Linked DNA regions of Mus musculus: regions 1, 3 and 4 are each linked to region 2. Evidence: chromatin contacts called from public HiChIP or PLAC-seq data. All regions are on one chromosome and are shown on one strand. Each heading gives the region's core, a stretch centred on a gene start, on an enhancer-like site or on the middle of the called end of the contact. The rest is flanking DNA. Distances are from core to core; before and after follow the strand shown.

Region 1 (3,509 bases), core at 189-2,688, 620 kb before region 2:
CGTTAGATCTGTGGCCGTCTCCATAGTTTTAAATAGGGATGTAAATGTATATAGGGAAATGTAAATGAGGAAAATACCTAATAAAAATATTTTTAAAAAAAGAAAGTTACTGTGAGGGTGTCTTAAGATGTCTGTTGAGAGTGAATTGTCTGATATGAGGTGGTTTTCTCCAGAAGGTCTACTTGCTTTCTGAATCACCTATTCTGTCCACTCTAAATGTTTTCCTGTCCTTGACCTGTGTTCTTATTGATGCTCTGTGTTGCATTAGTCCCCACTAGAGTGAAATAATTATTGTTGACCTTCTCTGTACTGGTTGCTTTAGTTTTGAGTCTGCTTGCCTTATTTCTGAGGTATGTTTCTTCTCTTATATTCTTGAGAGCTTTTATACTGAGCAGTGTCTATTTTTTACTGTATAAGTAAGTTTCATTCTCCTATTGTCACTGTAATTTGGGAGGATTCCTGACTACATCTATTAACCTAGGCCTAGTCATGTAAGCTTCTACTCTCCATACAGTATTATCTAAGGCCTGGTGTGTTTTCAGCCTCTGAAATTTGCTGCTGAATAAGCTCCCCCTTTTTTATTCCTTCTCAATGCTTACCTGAAATGAATGAAACACCATTCAACTCTGGGCATGATTCATGGTAGGCACTAGCCATTTGTCCTTGACTCTAGTCCCAGGAAGATAAGTTCTCAGTAACAAACCTGATAATAGTGTTTTACAGCCTGGATGCATATGCTCTGTGTTTATGCCAGGTGCCCACTGAGGTCAGAAAGCGTCCTCAGATTATACTTATATTCCTTACTACACTAAATATGTCATGCCATGCTCTCATGTCTGTAGAAGTGTTGACAAGATTCTTTGTATCATTTTGCTTTTAATGTTCTTTTATGTGGTTTATCATTGTCTATTACGTAGTTGTAGTAATTTCATTTTTGTATTTTTCAAACCCTGTTGTGAAACTTCAAGAAGAGTTCCAATATTTGAAACAGGGAAAAAAGAAAAAGGATGAGTTCTTCTCTGGTAAACACTCCACAGGTCAGTGTGCTGTCCACATTTCTTTGAAAAATCCTTTTTCATTCAAACCACTGCATAGTTCTGTTATCTATATGTGGTCATATTATCTAAGAGGATTTTTTCTAATCTCTTCATTTTCTTCTGGGATGAGGAGAATTTAACGGTTTGGTCTTTTCACATATATAACACCATTATATTTTCCGTGCAATTTCCATGGACTGAAAACCTGCAAATCTCAATGGTAATCTATTGTAAATGATGCTCAAAAAATATATCGATTGCGAATTTTTATTTTGGATCGAATTTTGACCTTTTATATTAGTGTGGAAGGAAGGTCTCCTGTGTCACTTAATTTGCATTGGGGTTCCTGTGCTCAGTCTGATGGTTATCTGCAAGCACCACAAATGGATTTGTATTGGTCAGACTGTGGCATGGCCTCAGGGGATAGCACTACCAGGCTCCTTTCAGCAAGTGCGTCTTGGCATCTGTAATAGTGTCTCGGTTTGGTGTCCGAAGATGGGATGGATCCCTAGGTGGGGCAGTCTCTGGATGGCCGTTTCTTCAGTTTCTGATCCATTCTTTGTCCCTGCATTTCCTTTGGAAAGGAACCATTCTGGGTTAAAAATCTTTAGATGGGTTGGTGGCCCTTTCTTCAACTGTGGTCCTTGCATATGCACTGGAATTCACTTTGTAGTCCAGGCAGGCCTTGCACTCAGAAATCCACCTGCCTCTGCCTCCAGAGTGCTGGGATTAAAGGGGTGGGCCACCTAGCCAGGCTCATTTATGTTTCAAATGCTATCCCTGTTCCTAGTTTCCTCTCTGATAATCCTCTATCCTCTCCCACCTCTCTCTGCTCCCCAAACCACCCACTCCCTCTTTCTGGCCCTGGCATTCCTCTATACTGGGGCATAGAATCTTTGTAAGTCCTAGGGCCTCTCCTCACACTAAGCCTTCCTCTGTTACATATGCAGCTAGAGACACAGTCCAATCATGTGTTTTCTTTGCCTGGTGGTTTAGTCCAAGGGAGCACTGTTTGTACTGGTTTGTTCATATTGTTGTTCCTCCTATAAGGCTGCAGACCCCTTCATCTCCTTGGGTAGTTTCCGTAGGTCCTTCATTTGGAACTCTGTGCTCCATCCAATAGATGACTGTGAGCATCCACTTTCTTTCTTTCTCTCTTTTTCTCTCTCTTCCTTTCTTCCTTCCTTCCTTCCTTCCTTCCTTCCTTCCTTCCTTCCTTCCTTCCTTCCTTCCTTTCTTTTTCTTTACTCCTCTCCTCTCCTCCCCTCCCCTCCCCTCCCCTCCCCTCCCCTCCCCTCCTTTCTTTTCTTTTCTTTTCTTTTCTTTTCTTTTCTTTTCTTTTCTTTTCTTTTCTTTTCTTTTCTTTTCTTTTCTTTTCTTTTCTTTTCTTTTCTTAAGACAGGGTTTCTCGGTATAACCCTGGCTGTCCTGGAACTCACTTTGTAGACCAGGCTGGCCTCGAACTCAGAAATCCTAATGCGTCTACCTCCCAAGTGCTGGGGTTAAAGGCATGCTCCATCACCTCCTGGTTGAACATCCAGTTTATTTGCCAGGAAATGGTATAGCTTCAGAGGAGACAGGTATGTCAGTGTCCTGTCAGCAAAATCTTGTTGACAGTTGAAATGGTGTCTGGTTTTGGGGGTTGTTTATGGGATGGATCCCTGGGTAGGGCAGTCTCTGGATGGCCCTTCCTTTAGTCTCAGCTCCAAACTTTGTCTCTGTAACTCCTTCCATGGCTGTGTACCCTATTTTTTTTTGTTTTTAATATTTATTTATTATATGTAAGTGTACTGTCGCTGTCTTCAGACACTCAAGAAGATGGCATCAGATTTCGTTACAGATTGTTGTGAGCCACCATGTGGTTGCTGAGATTTGAACTCAGGACCTTTAGAAGAGCAGTCAGTGCTCTTAACCGCTGAGCCATCTCACTAGCCCCCATGTACCCTATTTTTAATAGGGTTATTTGGTTCTCTAGAGTCTAACTTCTTGAGTTCTTTCTATATAGTGGACATTAGCCCTCTGTCAGACAGAGGAATGGTTAAGATCTTTTACCATTTTGTGGGTTGCTGTTTTGTCCTATTGACAGTGTCCTTTGCCTTACAGAGGCTTTTTAATTTTATGAGATCCCATTTGTCCATAGTTGACCTTCGAACTTGAGCCATTTCTGTTTTGTTCAGGAAATTTTACCCTTTGCAGATGTGTTGAAGGCTTTTCCCCCCTTTCTCTTCTAGTAGATTCAGTGTATCTGGTTTTATGTGGAGGTTCTTGATCCACGTTGACTTGAGCATTGTACAAGGCGGTAGGAGTGAATCAATTGGCATTCTTCTACATGTGGACTGACACTTGAACCAGAACCATTTATTGAATATGGTGTCTGTTTTTCACTGGAAGGCTTTGGCCATATATTTGCTTCTGTTTATCTGTTTGGGGTGTAGATGTACACCAACTTTGTGTGATGTCTTTCTAGCATTT
Region 2 (3,351 bases), core at 603-3,102:
CTGGTGTATGCAATAGTGTCTGAGTTTGGTGGCTGATTATGTGATGGATCCCCAGGAGCAGCAGTCTCTGGATGGTCCATCCTTTCGTCTCACCTCCAAACTTTGTCTCTGTAATTCCTTCCATGATTGTTTTGTTCCAAATTCTAAGAAGGGGCGAAGTGTCTACACTTTGGTCTTCATTCTTCTTGAGTATCATATGTTTTGCAAGTTGTATCTTGGGTATTCTAAGTTTCTGTGCTAATATCCATTTATCAGTGAGTACATATTATGTGAGCTCTTTTGTGATTGATTGGGTTACCTCACTTAAGATGATGCCCTCCAGATCCATCCATTTGCCTAAGAATTTCATAAATTCATTGTTTTTAACTGCTGAGTAGTACTCCATTGTGCAAATGTTCCAAATTTTCTGTATCCATTCCTCTGTTGAGGGACATCTGGGTTTTTTCCAGCTTCTGGCTATTATAAATAAGGCTGCTATGAACATAGTGGACCATGTGTTCTTATTACCAGTTAGAACATCTTCTGGATATATGCCCAGGAGAGGTATTGCTGGATCCTCCGGTAGTACTATGTCCAATTTTCTGAGAAACCGCCAGACTGATTTCCAGAGTGTTTGTATAAGCTTGCAATCCTACCAACAATGGAACAGTGTTCCTCTTTCTCCACATCCTCTCCAGCATCTGCTGTCACCTGAACTTTTGATCTTAGCCATTCTGAGTGGTGTGAGTGGAATCTCAGGGTTGTTTTGATTTGCATTTCCCCAATGATTAAGGATGTTGAACATTTTTCTAGGTGCTTCTCAGCCATTCCATATTCCTCTGTTGAGAATTCTTTGTTTAGTTCTGAGCCCCATTTTTAAATTTTTTTTTAAAATTTTCTGGAGTCCATTTTCTTGAGTTCTTTATATATATTGGATAATCCTCCCCTATCTGATTTAGGATTGGTAAAGATTTTTTCCCAGTTTGTTGGTGGCCTTTTTGTCTTATTGGCAGTGTCAAGGCTGCCCACTTTCTCCCAACCTATTCAATATAGTACTTGAAGTCCTAGCCAGAGCAATTTGACAACAAAAGGAGATCAAGGGAATACAAATTGGAAAGGAAGAAGTCAACATATCACTATTTACAAATGATATGATAGTATATATAAGTGACCCTAAACATTCCACCAGAGAACCCCTACACCTGATAAACAGCTTCAGTGAAGTAGCTGGAAATAAAATTAACTCAAACAAATCAATGGCTTTTCTCTACACAAAGAATAAACAGGCTGAGAAAGAAATTAGGGAAACAACACCCTTCACAATAGTCACAAATAATATAAAGTACCTTGGTGTGACTCTAACTAAGGTAGTGAAAGATCTGTATGATAAGAATTTCAAGTCTTTGAAGAAAGAAATCAAAGAAGAAATCAGAAGATGGAAAGATCTCCCATCCTTATGGATTGGCAGGGTCAATATAGTAAAAATGGCTATTTTGCTGAAAGCAATCAGATTCAATGTAATCCCCATCAAAATTCCAACTCAATTCTGCAAAGAATTAGAAAGGACAATCTGCAAATTCATCTTGAATAACAAAAACCTAGGATAGGAAAAACTCTTCTCAATGATAAAAGAATCTCTGGTGGAATCACCATGCCTGACCTAAAGCGGTACTACAGAGCAATTGTGATTTAAAACTGCATGGTACTGGTATAGCGACAGATAGGTAGACCAAAGGAATAGAATTGAAGACCCAGAAATGAACCCACACACCTATGGTCACTTGATCTTTGACAAGGGAGCTAACACCATCTTTTAAATAGAAAACTTGTTCAATGCCTGACCCCCATGGTGCCTGTCAACCACCCTAAATGTCAGTTTGGGACATCTGATGCCTTTTTCTGAGTCCAGTTAGCAACAGCACAGAGCATATTACACATATGCTCTGTAAAGAGGTAAAACTCTGCTAAAATTAAAAAAAAAAGAAATCATTGAAAATGTATGGAAAAATATGGTATGAATTTTCTTCTTCATATTCTGTCTGTATAATCAATTTTGTATGAAACTATTTTAAATATTATTTTCCTATTTCAAGATTTATCTTCAAGATTTTCCTAATGACCATGTAATTGACTTTCTATATAAGAATAAATATTAGGGATTTTATAATTTATTGAACTGTGCATATGAATGATGAGATCACCACTCTATTCATACCTCTGTGTATGTTAATAAACATAGAAATGATAATTGTAATGCATTGTAAAATTAGGACAATTCAAATTTCTATACTTTTTTGGTCTGAAATATTTGGAGAATTCTTTAGACAATCATCATTTCACCTTGCAAGCAGTACATGCATATTCACATGTCATGCTTCTATTTTCTATTTTCCATGTAAATGAAGGTCTTCCTATTCTTCATGTGTATCTTTTAGATTGAAGTTATTTGCTCACACTAGATCACAATATCAGCCCTTCCTCTTCTCCCTATAACCCCTCACACAAGTCTCCCCTCATTCTACTTAGAAGCAGGAATCCTTGACGATTGTATGTAGAACAAGTGAAGATATTTGCCTAATCTATAGGTATCCTGATCATGCTGTCTTTTGACTTACAGAAGGGTTTCACATTTATGATGTTCCATTTATTAATTCTTGACCTTAGTATCAGGGCTATGGGTGTTCTATTAAGGAAGTTGTTTTCTATTCCAATGAGTTCAAGGCTATTCCCCACTTTTTGTTCTATTAATTTAGATGTGTATAGATTCATAATGAGGTCTTTGATTCATTTGGACTTGAGTGATATGCAGGGTGATAAATATGGATCTATATGCATTTTACTGCATGAAGACATCCAGTTAGACCACATCATTCATAGAAGATGCTCTCCACTTTCAATGTATGGTTTTAGCTTCTTTGCCAATAATTGTGTCCGTAGGTGAGTGGGTTTATTATTGTGTGTTCTATTGAATTCCAATGATCCACCTATCTAGTTCTATACCAGTACCGTGCAAAATTTTATTACTAATTTTTGTGCTGTAAAGCTTAAAATTACAGATATTGATGCCTCCAGAAGTTCTTTTTGTTGTTGTTCAGAAATATTTTATCTATCCTGTGTTTTTTTGCTTTTCCATATGAAGTTGCGATTTTTTCTTTCAAAATCTGTGAAGAATTGTGCTGGAATTTTGAAGGGAATTGCACTGAATCTCTAAGTTTCTTTTTGGTAAGATGGACATATTCATTATGTTTATCCTATTGATATATGAGCAAGGGAGGTATTTCCAACTTCTGATATTTTCCTGTTTCTTTCTTCAGATACTTGAATTTCTTGCCATGTAGCTTTTCACTTGCTTACTTAGAGAAATGTGAATGC
Region 3 (3,613 bases), core at 471-2,970, 570 kb before region 2:
CATTCTACAATAGGATGTCCCTGTGTATTATAGGGGATGTCAGGGGAATATGAGAAACTAAGAGTCAAACATGAATTTTAATATGCCTTTTAAGTTTAAACAATGGTATTTTCTGATTTGAGCCCTTGGCATTATAAACTAATGAAACAAATACTGTATCATATCTTTGAAAGTTTCCCCAGGTTAGGCCAAGGCATAAATAACAATGAGAATGAAGCGTACATACATACAGGAATAAAAGCAAACTTTCCAAAAGACAGGACATGTGTAACATTTGTCTGTTTTAAATTACAGGGATATAGGCTCATCAGGGGTTAAATACCCAAGCTGAGCTAACAGCTTTGCAGGAATGCAGGAGCAGTTTCTCTGAGTGCAATGGTGATTTGTAATGTAAGATCTTGCTAAGTTACCTTCATAGGAAAAGCAACAAGCTTTTGTTAAGAAATTAAATTAATCCTTACCTTCATGTATATGACCAAGAAGCATAGAATGAACTTGAACATGCCCATTAGAGGAAAGGCAATTTCTAAATTGAAGCAAGACTTGTAATTCTGAAAGGTGGGGATAAAATAGTAAAATACCTGTTATACAGTTTTTAAAAGGGGGCTTGTCCTTCATATATAAAAGACAATGTATCTCAGCTACATCATGGTCAGGAGTCATAGTGGAAGAGTAGTCTGGAGTATTTGTGGTACCACCTTAAGCTGAAGTTGCTGTGCCTTACTCCCAGAACATTCAGCAGCCGGTCCTTTCAACTTCAAGGTCAGAGCAGCTGTTGGGCTGGGAAATGGGCAGGAGAACAGGGGTGTGGGCAGGGGTGTATTTTCTCCTGCCACTCTCACAATTCTGTCATGGATATCTTACCATTTTGGGGAAGTTTGAGATACTATGAACCTGGGGTTTTTGGTGATGTTTTAATTAATTTTATAATTTCCAGAATTTTTTCTAAAATATCCTCTTAGATCCGTGGCAGTATCTGTAGTTTGTACACAGGAATTCTCTATGCTAAAGCCTCAATAAAGCTCCTTGAACTCAAATTCTCCCATGTTTCCTAACTCCCCTGTTTCTCTGTTTGCTACTTCATTTCCCTTTTAACAGGGGACTGAATAGACATCCCAAGAGAGCATTTTAGATATTAGTCATATGAGGGACCATTGCAGATTTGATTGAATTAGAAAATGTAGGTTATAAAGCACCATCATATGACTGTAAATACTAACATTTACTGAATAAAGTTACACTCTCCATTAATTTCTCCATTAATATACTAAGGTATATGCAGGCTTTGATCTAAATACACCATTCAGAATATGTCTTCACAGGCTTAGATATTAATATTACATCTTAGGTTTGAATGAAAATGAAAACAAGATTGCTGCAAATTATGACTGAGAAGAACATATATTGTAGGTTCTGTTAACCCAGGGTATCACCAGAGAAAAACCAATTCCACCATATGGCAAGCTTTATTAATATTTATATCCTGACTAAGATATGGACTTTCCTCACATGATACAGGGGGTTGTATAGGGTATTGTAATTTCCTATGAGGCTTTATTAGTTTCCTAAGACTTGCAGCCTGCAGCATTCCAAGAAGTTACCTGTTCTTCTGCTGGTGGTGCTTAGAGGTTAATTTTTGGCATTTCAGTCTGAGGGAGAAAGCAGTCTGAGTTCTCTGGTTGGATCCAGAATCAGGAGCCAAGAAAGCACCTAGGCAACAATGTCTGCATTGATATGTTAATAGGCACCCCAGTTAGCTTTTCCTCCTGAATTTCTTTAAATACTTCCAAAGTTCAGCCCAGCATGCTTTGAGAGAATGATAGCAGGCTAAAATATTTTTATATGTAGACAACTTCCTGTAGATTAAGACAGAATTAGATAGCATTTTTAAACAATTTTGATTGCTCACTTACATGAGGAAAAATGGCTCCTTAGTTCATGAAAAGCACTCTGCCTATGCACATTCATGTTTTGTTGAATTCTGCAATGTGGACTTCTTGCAGATGTGGGAATGCTTAGACCCTGCACTCAGGGTCTTTTTCAGAGACCTCTTGTTGGAGAAGATCAACTGTCTGCATTCTTTTTTTTTCATTTTTTATTAGATATTTTCTTCATTTACATTTCAAATGCTATCCTGAAAGTCCCTTTTACCCTCCCCCTGCCGTGCTCCCCTACCCACCCATTCCCACTTCTTGGCCCTGATGTTCCCCTGTACTGGGACATATAAAGTTTGCAAGACCAAGGGGCCTCTCTTCCCAATGATGGCAGACTGGGCCATCTTCTGCTACATATGCAGCTAGAGACACGAGCTCAGGGGGGTACTGGTTAGTTCACGTTGTTGTTCCACGTATAGGTTGCAGACCCCTTCAGTTCCTTGGGTTCTATCTCTTCCTCCTCCATTGGGGGCCCTGTGTTCCATCCAATAGATGACTGTGAGCATCCACTTCTATATTTGCCAGGCACTGACATAGCCTCACAAGAGACAGCTATATCAGGGTCCTTTCAGCAAAATCTTGCTGGTGTATGCAATAGTGTCTGCTTTTGGTGGCTGATTATGGGATGGATCCCCAGGTGGAGCAGTCTCTGGATGGTCCTTCCTTTACTCTCAGCTCCAAACTCTTTCTCTTTAACTCCTTCCACGGGTATTATGTTTCCTATTCTAAGACGGAATGAAGTATCCACACATTGGTCTTTCTTCTTAATTTTCTTGCGTTTTGCAAATTGTATCTTGGGTACTCTAAGTTTCTGGGCTAATATTCACTTATCAGTGAGTGCATATCAAGTGAGTTCTTTTGTGATTGGGTTACCTCTCAGGATGATCTCCTCCAGATACATATATTTACCTAAGAATTTCATAAATTCATTGTTTTTAATAGCTGAGTAGTACTCCATCATGTAAATGTACCACATTTTCTGTATCCATTCCTCTGTTGAGGGACATCTGGGTTCTTTCCAGCTTCTGGCTAAAATAAATAAGGCTGCTATGAACATAGTGGAGCATGTGTCCTTTTTACCAGTTGGAACATCTTCTGGGTATATGCCCAGGAGAGGTACTGCTGGATCTTCTGGTAGTACTATGTACAATTTTCTGAGGAACCACCAGACTAATTTCCAGGGTGGTTGTACAAGCTTGCAATTTCACCAGCAATGGAGGAGTGTTCCTTTTTCTCTACATTCTATCCAGCATCTGCTGTTACCTGAATTTTTGATCTTAGCCATTCTGACTAGTATGAGGTAGAATCTCAGGGTTGTTTTGATTTGCATTTCCCTGATGATTAAGGATGTTGAACATTTTTTCAGGTGCTTCTCAACCATTCAGTTTAGGAAGTTGTTTCCTGATCCAACAAGTTCAAAGCTATTCTCCACTTTTTGTTCCATTAGATTAAGTATGTCTGGATTTATAATGAGGTCTTCGCTTCACTTGGACTTGAGTATTATGCAGAGTGCTAAATATGGATCTATATGCTTTTTTCTACATGATGACATCCAGTTAGACCAGCATCATTCATAGAACATGTTCTCCCCTTTCCATTGTATAGTTTTAGCTTCTTTGACAAAATTTAAGTGTCTGTAGGTGTGTGGGTCTAATTTTGGGTCTCCTATTGAATTCCAT
Region 4 (3,650 bases), core at 102-2,601, 870 kb after region 2:
CAATAGAAACTGAGATCACATAAGACCACAGACTTTTGTCGCTGATAGCATCACTGTGGTAATGTAAGAATTTTAAATTTGGGGATGTATTGGAATCTGATTTTTCAGGTAAAGAGTGATCAGTCTTTCCTGTGATGGTTGTCATGGATATAACGTCTGCTCAATAAGGTAAAAGATATCATTGAGTGTTCATGAAAAGTGATGAAACCTATTAATCCATTATTATCTGTGTACTACCTGGCACAGGAAGGCATCCTCTTGTTGGGTAGATGACACTCTGGAGTGTTTTCTCACAATCCAGATTAGAATGGTTTTCCAGTTTTCCATTGTAAGATTGGGGACTCCTATTTTGTGGGTTCAGCATCCCCAGAGTTAAGAACCTTTTTAGCATCCTAGAGGCCTAAAGAGCTAAGACAGTAAGCTAGGCAGAGTGATGCATTCTTTTTTTTTTAAGATTTATTTATTATATATAAGTACACTGTAGCTGTCTTCAGACACACCAGAAGAGGGCGTCAGATCTCGTTATGGATGGTTGTGAGCCACCATGTGGTTGCTGGGATTTGAACTCCGGACCTTTGGAAGAGCAGTCGGGTACTCTTACCCACTGAGCCATCTCACCAGCCCAGAGTGATGCATTCTTACAAATCAGAATGGAATTAGAGGAGAGGGGATGTCTGTAAATTCAAGGCAAGTCTTGTCTACACAGAAAGTTCTAGGACAACTTCCCTCTTCTGAGATTGAAACTATGTGACATAACTTGGCTTATTTATTCATTCTTTTTTTTTTTTAATTTTGAGACAGATCTCACTGTGGAGTCTTGTCTGGAACTCCCTATGTAAACCAGGTTGATCTTGTATTCACAGAGATCTACCCTTCTCTAGCTCCCCAGAACTGGATAAAGTTGTATACCACCATGCCTGCCTAGTTCCATTTTTGATAGGATTTCTTAAGCAGCCCTGGTAGAATTTAGACTCAGCATCTCACTGAGGTTAATCTTGAACTTCTGATCCTGCTGCCTCACTTCCCTAAGTGCTAGGTTATAGCCTTCTGCTGCCACACAGGGTTTTATGAGTGCAGTGGATTGAACTCATGGCTTCCTTCAGGCTACACAAGTATTACAGAGAACTCCTTCCATAGTCTGGACCTTAGGCTGAATCATTTTCTCTTTTACGTGTCTGGATACCTCGAGTTACATGGTGATTTTGTGAAAGAAATTGAGCATCTGAATGCTTTTTAATATAAATCCGAGCCTTGGAGAAGGACACACGGATCAGCCGAGGCTAGGAAAAGCTGTCCCACAACCTGAGCCTGTGCGATGGGCCACTCCACAGGTAGGGACCCAAAGGTCTGATCAGGTCATTTGGATATGAGGGCCTCTTGGGAGGCTCCCAGTCTGGAGTGTTTGAAATGAGACACAGACCACAGAATTCGGTGTGACTTCAAAGAATGATGGCTTCCAGAAACTCTAACTTTCTAACTATACTGAATGCTGACGGTAACTTCTAAAAAGGCATATATATATATTTTTTTTGTTTATTCTGAGAGTTAAAAGCTACTGGCTTAGGCAATTAGGCAATTACCACCTGTAGCCTAACAGCAGGATTGTAAGTAATGTAGCCTCTGTGCTGTCTCCCATGAATTGCAGCGCACAAACTTACAGCCTGCTGCTTGATTTGGAGGAAAGAAAGGGGACACTTTAAAAAGAGATTTTAATGTTCATTTCTAAGTTGTAAATCTTTCCTATGAAAGCTCTCTAAGAAAAGGGGGGAAAGCTGAATGATCTAGAGCTGAACAAGGGAAATTTGTGCTCCTCACTTTATCCTCAGCCCTTATACATCTTCCAGAATACATGACCACATGGTAAAAAATGATCACAAGTTTACACATAAATTCAAATCATAAATCGAATAAGAAGTTTAAAACACTGAATGTTAACATGCATATTCATTAAGAGTAATTACATGGTTATACATTCCTCACCTATCACAGGTCCACAGGTTCACAGAGGGTTAAAAATAGTAAGTAAGTTATTAGTAAAGTTTTGCAAATATAAATCTAGCCAATCTCTTTTCTTCTGTTCTTGTACCTATAATAAATCATTCATTCCCTTTTTATGACTTTTAACTAATGCTTTTACAACCTCTGAGCAGAAAAATGTCTGGTTTTTATCTCCGAAGTGAGAATAAAGGATAGCAGAGTTTTCACTGCAGTTCTGACTATCAGAATGGTATTAATTTTGTTATTAAAAGAGCTTAGTAATTAACATCAACTTAGGAATTTTTTGGATCATTATTGTATAGGATAAAGAAACTATCTACATATCTTTAGTGTATCACTACAAGTTAGTTCATCTTGTAGTTCTTCAGAGATCTGCTCAACCTTGTGAACTGATTCCTAATGGTCTATATTTATGTTTAATAGTGACAGGAAAAGCACATTAAGAGCAGCAATCTTTCCTTAAGTGATTTTCTCCAGGACCTTGCCTACTGAAGCTCTTTCATAATTTTGCTAGCCTAAAGTGAAGTAATCTCAGGAAGATCACCAGTTTGTTGTCCTCAGATATTAGGACATATTAACTTGTCCTTTGATAGCTCTTACTAATTGTATATCTTCAGGAATTAATAAGGATTTTTCTATTAGGATGATTGTAAAGCGCCCTGCTTATGTTTTGCTGCCAGTAGATATAGGGGAAGAATCTTGGTATGATAATTCAACTTTAGAAGTTGTAAAGAATATTAATGAGCTAACTAGGCCTAAAAGGTGTGTGGCTGCTCTTATTTTAGGAATATCTGCCTTGATAGCAATGCTTACTACCTTTGCAGTTTCAACTACTGCTCTGGTGAAAAGTATGCAGACTGCAACCTTTGTTAATGAATTGCATAGGAATATTACCTTAGGCTTGTCTGAATAAAGGATAATTGATTTGAAATTGGAAGCAAGGAATAATGCCTTAGAAGATGTAGTTTTGAAAATGGGACAGGCGGTGGCAAATATTAAAGCTAGATTGTCCACTAAATGTCATGTTAAATTTCAATATATTTGTGTTACACCATTGTCATATAATTCATCCTTAGAAGAATGGAATAGGACAAGGGCACATTTGTTAGGTATTTGGAAAGATGATAGTATCTCCTATGATATGAAACAATTACAGGAATAAATTACAGTTATGATTCAACGATATTTGGATAGCTGGGATGTGAATAAATTAGCTTTTATTCATTTATTTATTTATTATTTATTTATTTATTTATTTACGGCTAATGTGAAGTGTTGTTTCTGTAACTTCTTTTTCAGCCTGTTTATCACTTTGTGTGGAGCAGAACTAATGATTTCTTCAAGTCAATTGTGTATGTAGATACTTTGCTACATTTATCAATGTAACGTTTTGGTAGAATTTTTTTTGGCTCACATATATATACTGTCATATTATCTGAAAATAGAAAAATCACTGTTTTATTTTTTTTTCGAAACAGGGTTTCTCTGTATGGCCCCGGCTGTCCTGGAACTCACTTTGTAGACCAGGCTGGCCTCGAACTCAGAAATCTTCCTGCCTCTGCCTCCCGAGTGCTGGGATTAAAGGTGTGCGCCAACACGCCCGGCCAAAAATCACTATTTTCTTCTTTCCAAATGGTATTCCCTTAGTTTCT

The links. HiChIP or PLAC-seq counts read pairs in DNA pulled down with a chosen protein or histone mark.
Region 1: a contact with region 2 is called in an H3K4me3 HiChIP or PLAC-seq map of embryonic stem cells, with 7 times the contacts expected there. The contact joins two enhancer-like sites. A contact is called at or near these places in 5 of 15 datasets of contacts at CTCF or cohesin (CD8 T cells, the NIH/3T3 cell line, embryonic stem cells and 1 more), 2 of 484 Hi-C or Micro-C datasets (bone marrow-derived macrophages and pancreatic cancer cells), 43 of 115 datasets of contacts at active chromatin or transcription factors (the 230-238 cell line, CD4 single positive thymocytes, CD8 T cells and 20 more) and 4 of 9 other capture datasets (embryonic stem cells, embryonic tail, embryonic trunk and 1 more).
Region 3: an H3K27ac HiChIP or PLAC-seq map of embryonic stem cells shows a contact between it and region 2, with 7 read pairs. The contact joins two enhancer-like sites. A contact is called at or near these places in 5 of 115 datasets of contacts at active chromatin or transcription factors (embryonic basal ganglia, embryonic stem cells, extraembryonic endoderm stem cells and 1 more).
Region 4: an H3K27ac HiChIP or PLAC-seq map of embryonic stem cells shows a contact between it and region 2, with 17 times the contacts expected there. The contact joins two enhancer-like sites. A contact is called at or near these places in 2 of 15 datasets of contacts at CTCF or cohesin (both in the NIH/3T3 cell line), 1 of 484 Hi-C or Micro-C datasets (nephron progenitors) and 26 of 115 datasets of contacts at active chromatin or transcription factors (the NIH/3T3 cell line, bone marrow-derived dendritic cells, cardiomyocytes and 9 more).

Annotation. Positions count from the first base shown.
Region 1 is chr4:145,432,778-145,436,286 of GRCm38.p6, forward strand. It overlaps Gm42346 (gastrula zinc finger protein XlCGF71.1-like), which reads left to right. Exons shown (of 3, transcript XM_030253952.1): 2 at 969-1,037. Among named protein-coding and RNA genes, the nearest start is that of Gm42346, 22 kb to the left of the region's middle. Within about 2 kb of position 1,439, at least 6 of the 459 cell types and tissues checked have an H3K27ac peak or open chromatin away from gene starts, as enhancers often do. A contact at or near this core is called in embryonic stem cells, where this site is marked.
Region 2 is chr4:146,053,694-146,057,044 of GRCm38.p6, forward strand. No RefSeq gene overlaps it. Among named protein-coding and RNA genes, the nearest start is that of Zfp987, 42 kb to the right of the region's middle. Within about 2 kb of position 1,853, at least 10 of the 459 cell types and tissues checked have an H3K27ac peak or open chromatin away from gene starts, as enhancers often do. A contact at or near this core is called in embryonic stem cells and expanded potential stem cells, where this site is marked.
Region 3 is chr4:145,487,866-145,491,478 of GRCm38.p6, forward strand. No RefSeq gene overlaps it. Among named protein-coding and RNA genes, the nearest start is that of Zfp990, 21 kb to the right of the region's middle. Within about 2 kb of position 1,721, at least 1 of the 459 cell types and tissues checked has an H3K27ac peak or open chromatin away from gene starts, as enhancers often do. A contact at or near this core is called in embryonic stem cells, where this site is marked.
Region 4 is chr4:146,924,175-146,927,824 of GRCm38.p6, forward strand. All of the region lies in intron 6 of Zfp993 (zinc finger protein 845), which reads left to right. Among named protein-coding and RNA genes, the nearest start is that of Gm21411, 25 kb to the left of the region's middle. Within about 2 kb of position 1,352, at least 13 of the 459 cell types and tissues checked have an H3K27ac peak or open chromatin away from gene starts, as enhancers often do. A contact at or near this core is called in embryonic stem cells and expanded potential stem cells, where this site is marked.